Regions from separate parts of the Mus musculus genome. Here all the other regions are linked to region 1. The links are chromatin contacts, called in public Hi-C and HiChIP or PLAC-seq maps. All regions are on one chromosome and are shown on one strand. The core of a region is the stretch at or near the end of the contact, and the rest is flanking DNA. Distances in the headings are between cores, read along the strand shown. Region 1 has its middle 130 kb from the start of Gm12707. Region 2 overlaps Fggy (FGGY carbohydrate kinase domain containing). Region 3 overlaps Fggy (FGGY carbohydrate kinase domain containing). Region 4 overlaps Gm12694 (a long non-coding RNA gene). Region 5 overlaps Junos (a long non-coding RNA gene).

Region 1 (2,769 bases), core at 163-2,662:
GGACACCTATGCAGACTGAGTTCAGATCTTCAGCACCCATAAACAGACAGGCATGACCTGTAACCCCGGTGTCAGGCCTCTGGTGAATCTCTGCCTCTTCCCAGTACTTTGGTTGTTTCTGTCAGCATTCCTCAGTTCCCTTTCAATGCCTTTTTGCCTACTCCAGGTGTCAGTGACTAGTCTTCATGGAACCCAAGGTCAAACCCCTTTCTGGAGTGCTCGGTGACCAGTGACTGCCTCAGCTACTGTTTTGTGATCTCTGAGGTCACAGAGTTCTAAGTGGGATAAACAACATCACTTGAAGATCTCACTGTGGGCTGCCTCCTCACTCACAGGCCTGCCTCCATCTTCTCCCTTTCCTCTCTCAAACATCCTGCATGCTTAACATTTGAGTCTGGTTTCTTGGGAGACCACAGCATGTGACAAGAGTCTATCACAGAATCTTCAGATAACCCAAAAGCTTGGAGAAAGCAAGACACTGCCCCCATCAATTCCTAACTCACCAGTAGGTTTTTGGTGTGTGTGTGTGTGTGTGTGTGTGTGTGTGTGTGTGTGTGTGTGTGTGTGTAGGGGGGGTTGTTTGGTTGGTTTTTGGTTTGGTTTGGTTTTATTTAAATAGCAAATACAGGAACCTGCTCACTGAACTGTTCAGTGAAGGAAGACTAGTTGCGATGCCCTAGGATAGCAATTATACCATTCAAATCGATCAGCTCAAACACGCAATTCTGAACTATTATTTCTGTTCCCATTTTGCAGATGAATAAAGTAAATCACCTTGCGGCTCTAAATTCTGCCTAAGGACACATATTTAGGGGGTGGATCTGGCTCCTAGTCACTTATTAGTGCTGCTTATATCCATGTGGCTATGTATCTCTCATCCACCAGTGTATTAAGCAGGGACAGAAAAGCACTGAATGTGGAAAGAGAGACAGCCAGCTTATATTTCACAGGCCTGGAATCATCACAGAACATTTCTGGTAAAGAAATGTCTGTTCTAAGAGTGTGGTATATTAAGGGTACCAGCTTGTCAAAGCACCCTGGAGAATTTTGATGCATGGGTGAGTTCTGGTGCCATTAATGTAGTTGTTGGCACACTGAAGATGCATTTTAGAGCCCTTCAAGGAAGGATTGGGCATGGCCATCTTGGCAAGGAGAGGGAGCAGCCCAGACTCTATCCTTTTCTAGGGTCGTGGGTCTGGGGCCAGGGCTCTTTGAGCTGCACTTCCTGAGATCTGGCTAGCAAGCTGCCTGGGCATGGGGAGCCACAGACCTAAAGCCAGGGATCCCTCAGGAAGTGGAAGCTTTGGGGGAGGCACCGGAAAGGGGAGGGGTGAGCGAAGCCCCCTCCCTCCAAGCATTGTGCGTTGCTTCCTCCAACAGGATGCCAGGAGCACCACAGAATGGGGACTCATTTGTCTTCATTTGAGGCACAATAACTTGCCTACCGCTGGCCTTTTTCTCCGGCTTTGCTGAGAGCAACAGGATGTGGGTTCTGCCAAGAAAGAAGGAAGGAAGGAGGCAGGCCAGGGAAATGACAGGAGCTGGGGTTGTGTAGCCCTCCAGCCTGACCCTGGACCCTGAAAGCCTTCAGACTGTCTGGGTCCAGCTGAGCCAGTGCGCAGCTGAAGGGCAAGCGACTGTAAGCTATGGAACTAGGAGAATCTGAGTTATAGCTGCTGGCCATCCGAGCGGCCTGCAGCCGGCTTTTACCTTAATCTAGTTTGCTTTGAACATTTCGAAAGAAAAACAGACGATTTCAGTTCAGAGTAGAACTTTCTTTCCTTTTTTACAACAAAAATCCCAAACAAAACAACAACAAAACCTTGCTTTGCAGTTGAGATTTTGTTGTGCTCACCCAAGTTGCCCCCCCCCACACACACACACCCCTCTACTCTCCTCTTCTCACTGCTGTGCAGTACAGTAGGGCAGAGAAGGAAGCTTACCAGTGACAAAGTTAGGGAGAGTGACTTAGTGGCTTAGCTCGAAATGCTGGAATCAACATTTCGTTTTACCTACAAAGGAATAAAAAAAAAATGTCAATGAGCTTTAATGAATATTTGTTAATTATTATGACCTACATGTATATAGCAGAAACTGGGCTTCCGGTCAGTCCCTCAAAGCTAACCCAGAAACTCACAGTTCAACAGGCCCTCAACCAAGTAGTCCACAACCTACAAGGTTAGGACTGTCCACATCTCAAGAGCCAGTGTCCAAAAGACCCAGAGGCTTTCCTAAAGAGAGGTTATATTGTAGTTTTCGTTCCAAAATTATTTCAAAAATCACAATTTTTATTCTATTTTACTTAATTTCGTGGTGTATGTATGTGTGTGTGTGTGTGTGTGTCAGTGCATGTACAGAGGTCAGAAAACACAATTTGTGGGAGTCGGTTCTCTCCTTCCACCATGTGGGATCAGGGATCAAACTCATGCTGGGCTTGACAGCAAGTGCCATTATCTGCTGAGCCATCTCTAAAGCCCAAGATCATAATTTTTCCAAAGCATACTGGTAGCTCTTTCTATTTTCTGCCTTTAATCCAGAGGTGGGATGCAGGGATAAGGGAGGACCAGGGCCTGAAGGAGTTTTTGGTGATGGGTCCTGGAATAAGATTATGAAAGAAAATAGGCCACTAATCCTGATAAACTCCCACCGCAGCCCTGGACCCCGTGCGTGGTCCCACTAGGTCCCTCCTCTCTTAGTGTCACTCAGGGGTGTTGCTGATGATTTCTCAGAAGAGATGAGAAACTACAAGGGTGGGGGAGAATGAGTTAT
Region 2 (2,769 bases), core at 93-2,592, 420 kb before region 1:
TTCTCCATAGTACCCCAAACAAGGTATACCACTGTATGCCATATGGTGGGTCCTTTCATGGTGGTTCCAGCACACATATCACTCTTAGAAGAGGAGATTAAAAATTACAGAACATCTTAAAAAATACTAAGTGCTTATGTGTCCTTCATCAACAAATGGCAGTTCCTCTAGACCACTTCTGAAAGCAGTTATGTTCTACACAGCCAAAACCTTCAACAAATAGAATTCACTAAGGTTTTAAGATCTGTGGCAATTATCCTTTTGTCTTCCTAGGTTCAGCCCAAATTCCTAAGTTTCATCATTTGTTTTTACTTCTTTTAGAATTTCCATGGATGCAATATTTTTGTGCCTACTTCTCTCATTTCTTCTTTGTGTTACTTTATAATTGTTGCACTTATCCACTATATGTAGATGCAGTCTATTCATTAAACATGTAAGTCAGCATATGAATATGATAGTTTAGCAATATGTTCTACTAATGGAAATCCAAACAGGGGATAGTATGATATATGATGTATTAAAAAGGCTCTGTGTATATTGTTTCACAGTGCGGGAGTTTCCCCAAGATTTTATCTAGGAATGAAATTGGTAGAGTGTTGAGCATATGCATACTTAAATGTACTTTGACATGATTATGCAATTTACGCTTCCTCCCCATCTCTTCCTCTGGACTATAACTGACTCAAGGGCTACTTCTACTCTTCGTTATGCCCCATGCCTGGCTTGCAGTCGGTGTTGAACAAGGAAGGTACTTTGGAGCTAAGGCACTCTATATTGAACATAGGTCTGCCAACCTAATAACAAAACCTATGGGTTTTTGTTCTACCACATTTTCCTTATCTACAAAAACTTTATGATCAGTTGTACGGTATTACTTACTTCCCAGTGTAATAGGACTGATCAAATGTAGATCGAGGTAACAACACAAGAAGGTATGGGAATTGTTACCACTGTTTCTCCACTTTGCACCTGGACCAGAGGCCCCAGGATGGGACATGTGAGAGAGGCTTGTCAACAGGAAATGTCCCGTGCATTTATATGGATTAATATAACTTTGTGGAGGGAAGTAGGGTTTCAAATATCACTGCAAAAAGAACAAGGGAGACCAATTAATGGTTCTGAGTCCACACTGCACCTGTGTCCCCAAACTGTTCACTAACACAAATGAAGCTTGCTGATCAAAACAAGCATTTTTAAGTGCTTTTTATCCTGTGGCATGGTTTAACTGTGCTCAAGCTCAAAGCAGAGCTGTGCAAAAGCTGGATTAACAACTGTGCTCCACTCTGCACTGTGGATTCAAAAGTAAAGGCCAGCTTCTTATTTACATGGAAAGATCTTAGGCTTTTGTGGTTTCCTGTTGTGCCCTGGTGCATCTGCACTTTGGTTTCTGGGTTTGTCTTTAGAGCGATACAAACAGTCTCTCTCACTATTCAAGAGAACATAAAAATTCCACAGTCTCTAATTGCTAGCAGATTTTACCAGATCCTCTGTCATGGCTCCTCAGAACAGCTGGACCTAAGCCTTCCAAAGGACATCTTCGAAAGGATAGTGATTTGAGAGATTCCTGTAGTGTGCCCAACACCAACCAGGGACGGGCTCTTCAGCTTGATGCTATTCGTATTTTATTAATATTTATTCATTTACTTCACTCTTAGAACCATTTATCATACATTTAGGCTCTCGTTTATATAAAATATCCTTTGCTAGGGACGGAGAAAAATAGTTGTGGAAAGATTCGGTTGTCCTCTTATGACATTTGTTGCAGGCATTTTTGAATCCCCCATTACAGCCTTTGTAGACACTACAATTATAGACCCTGTGGCTCATGGCATGGCTCCCTAGCAGAGCACATGCTTACCATACACAAAGCCCTGGGTATTAGCCTGGCACTAATAAGTAAATAAATGAAATAAAGTAAAATGAAGTGAGAGATACTTATCTACTGCTTTCCATAAGACCTTACTAAATCAGCCCTCATGGTTGGGGCTGGAGTTTCTCAGGTCTGATATGTGCCTATTAGCTGAGCTGCACTGGCTTACGGCTCAATGGAAAACATAGAGAGGGAAACAACTAATGACATGTAACCTGGAGTCCTTCCTGTAGCAAACCAGACTCTGATCAGCTATAGAACCCTTGAAATCTGAGCTAACAATGATGGAGCAACAGAGGATGCCATGAAAACAGCTTAGGGGTTGTGTAGATGGGCACCCAAGCTGTTACCCTTTCGCTTATTAGCCGTGGTACATGGAGTAAAGCCCTCAGTTCCTTTGTGAAAGAAGAAAGGAATAAAAGAAAAGAAAACATCACCTGTTCTTACTGTTGTACTGCCTCTGGGCACTGAATTCCTTAAATACTTCCTACACTGAAAAGCATTGAGAAAAAAAAATTCTTTTTTTCATTCTTATTTTATTTCTTTCTAAGAAGAAACCCCATAAACAAGAAAAACTAAACAGCCACCAAGAACAAGTCCTCTGTCCATCACTGGGGCTTTGCTCACGGGGTCTGCTTTCTCTCTATGGTTGTGTGGTTCCTCTCAGGGTCTGGCAGACTTTTAAGAGCATGCCCCACAGCTCAAACTGGTCCCAGGGACATTCATAAGATATTCATCAAGAAGAAGAGTATCTTTCAAAGAATATATAAAAAAGTCTCTATGATGTCACTTCCATCATATATTACACAGGGAAATGTAATCTATTTAGTACTTTATGGGAACCCCATCTTAAGACTTTTAAGTTCTATTTATTTTGAATATATTAGCACTAAACTTTA
Region 3 (2,769 bases), core at 160-2,659, 380 kb before region 1:
TAGCTCTATCAAAAGAAATGGTGGCTCACTGTAGGGAGCCTAGAGGGGCCAGGAGTTGACATAACTATTAAGCCTATTAGAATATAAGCACTGTGAGGGGTGGGGAACAGGGGGTGCCTATGAAAGGGGCAGCACATGGCTGGAGACAGCAAGTCTCTGAGAACCTGCCCATGCTTGACCCTTGGATTTGTCTTTTAAAAAATTTAAACCTACTGTGTGAGGAAAAGGAAACATTATTTTATCTTTCAAACACCCAAACAAGTGAAAAATGAAGGCTGTAGAATATTATGCAAAGGAATATGACTTGAATCTAAAAATAACAATGTTGATAGATGAATTTATAAAACTACATACCTAGGAGGTAAAACACACATACAAAACTTATGTTTCCAATGGGGGTGTGGGTGAATCTGTGCTCCTTACTTCCCTGTGCTCTCTTGTGTTTTACTTTGAACAAGTGTTTCTTATATAATAGTTTTAGAGGTGCTTCTCTTCTGGTTTGGTAAGAAAGGAAGAAAGAAAGAAAGAAAGAAAGAAAGAAAGAAAGAGAGAGAGAGAGAGAGAGAGAGAGAGAGAGAGAGAGAGAGAGAGAGAGAGAGAGAGGGAGGGAGGAGGAGTGGGGAGGGAGGGAGGGAAGGAGGAAGGAGGCAGGCAAGCAAGCAAACTAACAACAAATAAACAAACCATTTCATCTATTCTACAGAATCCTATATAGAAAATACTTGAGGAAGAATTAAGGTATGAATTTGGGAGAAAGACTGAGATAAAATATGGGACAAAGCCAGGATGTAGAATAGTGCTCTTAGGATCTCATATTTGTGATCCTTTTAAAGATTCTAAACATTCAAGTACATGAGCACATGTACTTCTAGAAGTTTCTAGAAAAATAAAAATTAAAAATTAAAAAAAAACCACTTGATTTCTGTAACAGTACAGATAGGATGTGCTGTGAAGTACTCTCCTGAACCATCTATGTCCTTCCAGATCATGACCTCGTGTGTTTGCTTAAAACAAACCAAATTGGCTTAAGTTTAAATAAAAACAAAATGAGAGCAAATTTCCTGCATCTTTTCCAAGTCCTGTTCCTCACGCTAAAGATAGGAGAGAAACCCATGGGCAATTCACCTACACTCTGATCTCTGGCTGTGTTACTTGTTCACCTTCAGATATCAGATGGCCCTGAGGATTCCTGGGCCCCATGAATTCCCATGTGAATGGACATATTTGGCCTGAGTGGTCCAAGCTGGAGCCTACAATTATCGGGTAGCTGCAGTCCCTCTTCACAAGCAGAGCTCCTATTACAACAAACCTTCCCCTACCAGTTTTTCAATTATCTATGACTAATGAGCACTCTGGGAACAGTTTCAGACACACACATAATCCTCTTTCCTGATGTCAGCAGCAGAAATTAATGACTATGTGGATTGCTGGGAGACAGAAGATGCATTATAATGGTCAACAGAACTGTTATCCTCTCCAGGAAGGGGGGGGAGGGTATTGAATTAACTGGAAGGTTCAGTGTTCCTTTGTATTCTGAGAGGGAGATGAAACACAGGGGGAGATCTGGCTCCAGGCCCACGGAAATGTCAGAGAGGTTTGGGCGTGGGTGGCATGCGACCCTGCTTCCTTATGCTTGCTGTGGAATGCTGGTACCAGCTCGGTTGGGCAAGGCTGACAGGCCAACCAGATTATGTCCAAGATTGTGCTAAAGGACACTTTGCCTTGCCAGTTGGAGAGAATGCTGGAATTATTTCAAACTCAAGTTACTTTCAATCTGATTTAAAAGTGGGTAACAAGACTGAGAACATACAATTCTCAATCACTATGCAGTATTCAGAGGCATTTCTTAAGTTTGGCGTTTCACACAGACATGACACATGCTTGAATGGTTCCAGAGAATGGTAAGGCCTATCCTGACTCAGATCACATGGGTAGGTCAGCTCTGAGGATTTTCTAGAAAACTGGGACAACTGATAGAAAATGGCTAAAAGGATTGTAGTAGTCTTGGCTCCTGAATTGGAGTTACACTTGTATTAAATGATTCATCCAAGTAGAGACTTCCTGAGAACCCAAAGCTAGTGTTCTTCTTCCACTCTTTAAGGACAGCATCTGATACACCTCCTAGAAATCATGTCATTGTGACTAGAAACTAAATTCCATTTCCATTACTGATTTCACATCAAATTGTATGATATTCATTATCACTTATTATAGAAACGGTGGGTGAATAGACATCTACTGTGTGCACACACTGTCCCAGAGTAGCACCTAGGTTAAGGATTAAGATAGAGGAGATCTTTCTAGCAGGTACTAGTTCTTTCTAATACCACTTCTGAATTACATCTGTTAGTTAACATGTCTTATAATTACTCCATAGTTTAGACAGTTTGATACACATGGAAGATCCCTGACTTTGTATTCTTACTTGGTATTAATATGCCTTATACTCCATATGCTTTAAATGTACTTTTAAATAACTCTTACATACCATATCCCTATATTTGGTTTTATACATCTCTTCCAGTAGAAAGATAATAGCTCACAGACTTTTCTCTCTACATCTTATTTCTTTCACTCCCAAGTATCTAAAACATACTTTTAAAAGTAATGTTTACTTTAGCAAAATTACACATTTTTGTTTATTTTTTAAGATCATAAGACATAGATCAATCACCTTGAACAAAAAGATTAAAGTTGCACACCTATATGTGCCCACCTTGTACAGAGTTTCAGTAGAAAGTAAACAAAACAGATGAACACTAAATTTGA
Region 4 (2,769 bases), core at 178-2,677, 350 kb after region 1:
ACACAGGGTCCAGTACTGCCTGTGGTAATGGGTATCCAGAAGGGTTCTGGGATCAGGTATCATGCTTGTTTTGAGATTGAGATAAAATAGCATGTGTGGATTATTTTGCATACAATAAGTGAATAAAAGAAACCATTCCTGAAGAAGTAAGTCTCAGATGCCCTTGGAGAGCACTGTTGAGGAAAGTGAGGAAGTTGTCCCTCCAGAAGATGCTGATCTGAGCCTCTGATCCCTGAGAACCATGAATCTGTTGCTAGTGAGCAGCAAGGCCCTCTTCCAGCTTTAGCGACCTCAGAGCTGATGAAGAGATGATCATTTCCTCCCAGAGTTGTTTTGTTCTCTTTCCAAGACTTAGAGCAACTGCTGGCTCAATAGGAAGCTCTCTGAAGCTGAGTCAACCTTCACTCATCCTAAGAGGTGACTCACACACCAGTGTGTGGTCCACAAATGCTATGGGGGTGGTACCTCTCCAGAGGCTGCTGATGGCCCTGTCTGAGTTGTTTGTGATCACAAACTCCTCATCAGCAGACAGGAGAACAGATGCTCTAATTAAGTTCTCATACCATCGTGTCCCGTCTGTACTCCTACAGAAGCAGAGAGGCAGCCACGGGCTTTATGGAAACATGAACTTGGGAGAAAGGGGGGGGGGGCATTTCTCCCATTCTCTGACCTTCTTTTGAAGTCTGGCTACGAGTCAGAATGAGATGTGGAAGACCTGAAAACTTGTATTAATCATGTTGTGGTAAAGAGAATATGATCATATGACAGGGAATTTTGGAAGTTGGGGCAATTTCAGGGAGGCAATCTTGTATTGCCTCAAGCTTCACATCACGATAACATTTTATGAAGGTTTAAAAATGATTAACTTATTGTTTTTCTGCTTCTGCCAATATACAAATACTTTATGGGCACTAGACCTTATTCCTCACTTTTACTAGGTTTGCCCTGTGAAGTCTGGCACAAGCCATGTAGTAAAAAAGTTGAGTCTGAATCTGAGTCTTAATTTTCTTTCAAAAAACCACAAGGATGCTCTAACCCTGGATAATGTACTCAAATCGGGGTCTGAGGCCAGAGGTGGTCTGTAGTTGTCAGCATCTTGTTATCAGTGACCTGCAGAAAGTGACCATTGGGAGCTTCCATAACAGCCGCCTTTTGCCAGAAATTTTTTTTGTATTTTTATGAGTATTAATTAGTAGTAGCATTTTTAAGATTTAATTAAAATGTCATCACAGTCTGAGAACCATTAATGCTGTCATCCCATACAGATGTGCTCCAGCCTGTAATTATTAAAGTGCATGTTGTTTTATTTTAATACCTTCCTCAGGTTTTTCTTTTATTATCATATTTCAGCCTCATTTGTGTCACATGATCTCCATTTTGTTATTCTTATTCATTTTTCAGTGCTGAGCACACAGGACCCTAGAGCCTGTGCATGTGAGCCAAGGACTCTACAAAATGCTGTGAACAGACAGACTCAGCCCTAGGATTTAGTGGACATGCTATGAGTTTCAATCAGAATCGCAGAAGCACAGTCCTGGGAAATCCCATCCTCCCACTGTGTGGCAGGTCCCTTGCTCTGCTCTGGTTCTACAGTGAGAACACTCCCAGCATGAGCCTCTCATTGAAAGCAGCTTCCCCCATCTAGTGAGGTGCTGTGGTTTGAATGAGGAGAGTCCCCACAGTCTGGTGCCACAGGACCTTTGAGAAGTGAGTCCCTGGAGGCAGTCCTTGAGGCTTTATGACATGGCCCTGCTTCCTGGTCTTTCTTTGCTTCCTGAGTGTGTGTGCAATATGACCAGCAGCCTCCTACTCCTGCCACCATGTTTTTTCTGCCTTCTGCCATGTCCTCTCCAACATCATGGGCACATCATCATGTGGAACAGGAAGCCAAAGGAAGTCCCTTTTATGTTAAATTGCTTAAGCTAGGGCACTTCATCAAATCAATAAACAATGGACCGGGTCATAGGCAGCTTGCTAAATACTAGCTCAGAGCATATATTGGACTAGTAAGGTTGTAAAAACTATTTTCCAAGTTTACTAGTTCATAGGCATTTACAGAACCGAATTTTATATTCTGTAAGTGAAAATTATGTAATTTTGAGTAGTTGTGTAGTTCACAGAAAGAAACCAGGACTTTTGAATCAGAAATAAATGGGCTTGAATTTTTTAAGCTATTGACTAGCAAGTCAAGGCTTGAGGGAAGCAAAAATTTCTTCACCTAAGATGGAGATAATAACATCTCCCCTGAGTTCTTCTGAGAACCACATGATATTTAAAATATGCATGTAAGATCAAACTTCCAAAGACAATGAGCTGCTCTTCTCTGCTCTTCTGTTTCCGTGATGGAAGTTCTGTTATGGAAATTAAACATGCTACTCTCTTCACTTCCTCTCATGGAGAGAAGGAAGCTAGTCCTCCTCTTCCACCCTACACGAGTCAGAGACTTTCTTGACCAACCAAATGGAACAGAAGTCATGCTTGGGGAATGGCAGAGCTAAGTCATAAGAAATACTACTGTTTTCATCTGGGTCTCTAGGGAAATCAGCTGCAGGGGAAGGCAGCCGCTGTGTAAAGGACTGACTACTCTTAGTACTTTATGTGTGAAAATAGAGAAGCCAGTGGGAGGACGATGCCAGCCATGCAAAGCAGCAGTCATCCCAGACTCCTCCACTAGGTGGTAAGCATGAGGGAGACATCTTCAGAAGATGCCAGAGCCAAATGCCATCTCTACAACTTCTGCAGGAAAGGCCCTGAGGACTTCCCAGCTAA
Region 5 (2,769 bases), core at 139-2,638, 270 kb after region 1:
AGGATTTGTTCAGGGACCAAGAGTGGTAAGGGACAAGCAATTTACAAACTTTTCAGATGCCAGGAATCTAATGCTTTCTCTCTGAGTGTGTGTCTGTCTGTCTGTCTCTGTCTCTCTGTCTCTGTCTCTGTTTCTGTCTCTCTGAGTGTTGTCCAGCAAGTTTTCTAGAGGGTTCTATTGGCTCTTTTTTCCTATACCTATGAAATCTATACTTTTGTTGGTTTCCTAATTAGCTTTTTAACCCCTTGTATATTTTCTGGTTTTGTTTTTCTGCTTGTCTTAGTTTTATTTTGCATCTCATTCTCTACATTCCTTGGTTAGATATTTAATTACCTGTTTTTCATTCATTCTAATTTTTAGGTGTAAATATGAAGGCTATGGTTGACTTTTGACTATAACTGTCCCTGTAGTCTGTTTTCATACATGGTAACCTTATTTTCAGTTTATTAAATGGTTTGCAATTGCATGTTTAAATTTTTTTTAGTTACTGAATTATGCTACCTCACACTGTACCTTGATCTAACTGTTCTGGTCACTTGCTATCATCATGTAGCAGCTACAGAAATTAACACTTTCTGTAAACACCTTTCTCTATGACATCTTTTAGGTAAAGAATCTCATGCCTAAATATATACTTTCATTTTCTCATCATGAGAGCAGCAACCCCAGAATATCAGCAGCTTTGAAAATTCAGACATTTTTAAATGGGTACATTACTAAAATGTTTGAATGTACTATGCTGAGAAATAAAAAACAAAAAAACAAAAAACTGTAATCCTACCCAGATCTGTGTTAGCAGTGTCCAATGACCTGGATTTGAATTATGTTCCCAGGATTACAGAGTAAGCATCAGTCTTTTGCAAGGTTGAATACTGTGATTATTTCAAACGGAATGGCCCCAAAGACTCCTCATGTGTTTGAAAGCTTGGCCCATAGGAGTGGCACTATTAGGAGGTATGACCTTGCTGGAATAGGTTTGGCTTTATCAGAGAAGTATGTCACTGTGGGGGCAGGCTTTGAGGTCTTAGATGCTCAAGCAAGGTCTAGTGGCTCCGTCTTTTTACTTGGTATGTGCAAATCAAGATGTAGAACTCTCAGCTCCTTCTCCGGCACCATGGCTGCGCCATACTTCTCACCATGATGATAATAGACTAAACCTCTGGAATTATAAGCCAGCCCCAGTCAAATGTTTTCCTTTATAAGAGTTGGGAGGTGAGGGATCATAGTGTCTCTTCACAGAAATAGAAACCATAAACAAAGCCCATTTCTCTGTAGTCTTCACAAACCACCTCTTTTTATATCAAGTGCTTTGCCTACCCTTCTAGAATTCAGCTCTGGCTAACAAACCATTCTGTAAACTCTTTCAGAGTTAGGGCTGTGACTCACACTTTTTTTTTTTTTTTTTTTTTTTTAATTTTTTCTACACCTTCAGATAAGCCCTGGCCTCTCCCCTCTTGGATCACATAGAAACAAACAACAAGTATTGTTAAGTGTTTGATTCCACCTTTTACAGGACACCTATAAACATTTACTCTGAAATATAAGGCCAAGATTTTAAAGCTAGAAAGGGGTGCAGTTAAAGAAACTTTCAAAGGTTAAAGTCACTACTTGAGATGCATGATCAGAAGAGAAAAGGTATTCCGAAATTTAAAGACTATGCATATAGAGCACATGTAATGGCTGCTATCTGCCCACTACATGTATCCACTAAATGTATCCTCAGCTCATGTTCTGGCACGTATGGCAGTTGTATGTATGATTTCCTTTTCGAATTGCTGTGGCAGCAGCAACTTAAGGAAGGAATGGTTTCTTCTGAGTCACCGTAGAACAAGGAATTCAGTCAGCCACAGCAGGGAAGGCATGACAGCTGCAACATGAGGCGGCTAGTCACACTGATCTACACTCAAGATTCAGAGAGCAGACAGGAAGTGCGGCCAGAGAGCAGACAGGAAGTGCGGCCAGAGAGCAGACAGGAAGTGCGGCCAGGCTATCTACCCTCACGTCTCACCCCTGTGACTACCTACTCCAACAAGACTCTGCCTCCTCAAGATTCCATGCCCTTTCCAAACAGCACCACCAAACAGCTGGAAAACAAGTGCCAACCCAGGAGCCAAGAAGGGGCACAGCTCTTTAAATCACAGTAGCGGCAATGGCCATGGACTCCAAGAGGATGCTCACAACAGTCTGTACATGCTCACTGATGCCCACAACAAACCTGCGAAGAAGACAAGCAGACACTTTTAACTTTGTTTGTTTGTTTGTCTGTTTGTTTGTTTGTTTGTTTTGTTTGTTTGTTTTTGAAAAATAGGTATTTAGGATTCAAAAAGATCAATCCTTCTGAGGTCATAAAGGTAGTAGACAGTTGAAGTAGAAGCAAGCCAAGATCTTTGCTCTGTCCTGACCCTCTATTCTTTAGACTACAGTGACTCCAAGCTGATTTTGGAATCCTAGACATAAGTCACTGCGCTGCTCACCAGCTTGAACGACCAGCTTGCCACCCTGGGAATTTCCTCCGGGTAAACACGTGCTTGGAGACACTAGAGAGTAAACACACAATCCCTGCCCTCATGAGGCCCACAGACTTGTCATGCAATGCACAAGACAAATCCTGTCTGCCATGAGCACTACATCAGAATTAAAGTAATTAATAGGGACATTAAGCACCCTTCATTGAGCATGTACTATGCATCAGGTTCTGTCCTGAACACTTTGCTAGGCAGTGAGTAGCATGAAACACCACCTGCTTAGCTCACAGCCAGAGTTTAAGGA

Evidence for each region. HiChIP or PLAC-seq counts read pairs in DNA pulled down with a chosen protein or histone mark. Hi-C and Micro-C count contacts between places; a contact is called where the count stands out from the background.
Region 2: a contact with region 1 is called in an H3K4me3 HiChIP or PLAC-seq map of the 230-238 cell line, with 10 read pairs. The contact joins two enhancer-like sites. A contact is called at or near these places in 1 of 15 datasets of contacts at CTCF or cohesin (the NIH/3T3 cell line), 1 of 484 Hi-C or Micro-C datasets (bone marrow-derived macrophages) and 2 of 115 datasets of contacts at active chromatin or transcription factors (the 230-238 cell line and T-cell acute lymphoblastic leukemia).
Region 3: a Hi-C map of the HPC-7 cell line shows a contact between it and region 1, with 2.1 times the contacts expected there. The contact joins two enhancer-like sites. A contact is called at or near these places in 1 of 15 datasets of contacts at CTCF or cohesin (the NIH/3T3 cell line), 2 of 484 Hi-C or Micro-C datasets (the HPC-7 cell line and embryonic stem cells) and 2 of 115 datasets of contacts at active chromatin or transcription factors (embryonic stem cells and large pre-B cells).
Region 4: an SMC1A HiChIP or PLAC-seq map of large pre-B cells shows a contact between it and region 1, with 2.5 times the contacts expected there. The contact joins two enhancer-like sites. A contact is called at or near these places in 1 of 15 datasets of contacts at CTCF or cohesin (large pre-B cells), 3 of 484 Hi-C or Micro-C datasets (bone marrow-derived macrophages, cerebellum and embryonic stem cells) and 1 of 115 datasets of contacts at active chromatin or transcription factors (large pre-B cells).
Region 5: an H3K27ac HiChIP or PLAC-seq map of microglia shows a contact between it and region 1, with 5 times the contacts expected there. The contact joins two enhancer-like sites. A contact is called at or near these places in 2 of 115 datasets of contacts at active chromatin or transcription factors (acute myeloid leukemia and microglia).

Annotation. Positions count from the first base shown.
Region 1 is chr4:95,352,769-95,355,537 of GRCm38.p6, reverse strand. No RefSeq gene overlaps it. Among named protein-coding and RNA genes, the nearest start is that of Gm12707, 130 kb to the left of the region's middle. Within about 2 kb of position 1,412, at least 109 of the 459 cell types and tissues checked have an H3K27ac peak or open chromatin away from gene starts, as enhancers often do. A contact at or near this core is called in the 230-238 cell line, the HPC-7 cell line, T-cell acute lymphoblastic leukemia and 3 more, where this site is marked.
Region 2 is chr4:95,776,619-95,779,387 of GRCm38.p6, reverse strand. The region is part of intron 8 of Fggy (FGGY carbohydrate kinase domain containing); the gene reads right to left. Among named protein-coding and RNA genes, the nearest start is that of Hook1, 190 kb to the left of the region's middle. Within about 2 kb of position 1,342, at least 31 of the 459 cell types and tissues checked have an H3K27ac peak or open chromatin away from gene starts, as enhancers often do. A contact at or near this core is called in the 230-238 cell line, T-cell acute lymphoblastic leukemia and bone marrow-derived macrophages, where this site is marked.
Region 3 is chr4:95,732,656-95,735,424 of GRCm38.p6, reverse strand. All of the region lies in intron 6 of Fggy (FGGY carbohydrate kinase domain containing), which reads right to left. Among named protein-coding and RNA genes, the nearest start is that of Fggy, 180 kb to the right of the region's middle. Within about 2 kb of position 1,409, at least 81 of the 459 cell types and tissues checked have an H3K27ac peak or open chromatin away from gene starts, as enhancers often do. A contact at or near this core is called in the HPC-7 cell line, where this site is marked.
Region 4 is chr4:94,999,244-95,002,012 of GRCm38.p6, reverse strand. The region is part of intron 2 of Gm12694 (a long non-coding RNA gene); the gene reads right to left. Among named protein-coding and RNA genes, the nearest start is that of Gm12694, 22 kb to the right of the region's middle. Within about 2 kb of position 1,427, at least 69 of the 459 cell types and tissues checked have an H3K27ac peak or open chromatin away from gene starts, as enhancers often do. A contact at or near this core is called in bone marrow-derived macrophages, where this site is marked.
Region 5 is chr4:95,083,275-95,086,043 of GRCm38.p6, reverse strand. The region is part of intron 1 of Junos (a long non-coding RNA gene); the gene reads right to left. Among named protein-coding and RNA genes, the nearest start is that of Junos, 32 kb to the right of the region's middle. Within about 2 kb of position 1,388, at least 48 of the 459 cell types and tissues checked have an H3K27ac peak or open chromatin away from gene starts, as enhancers often do. A contact at or near this core is called in acute myeloid leukemia and microglia, where this site is marked.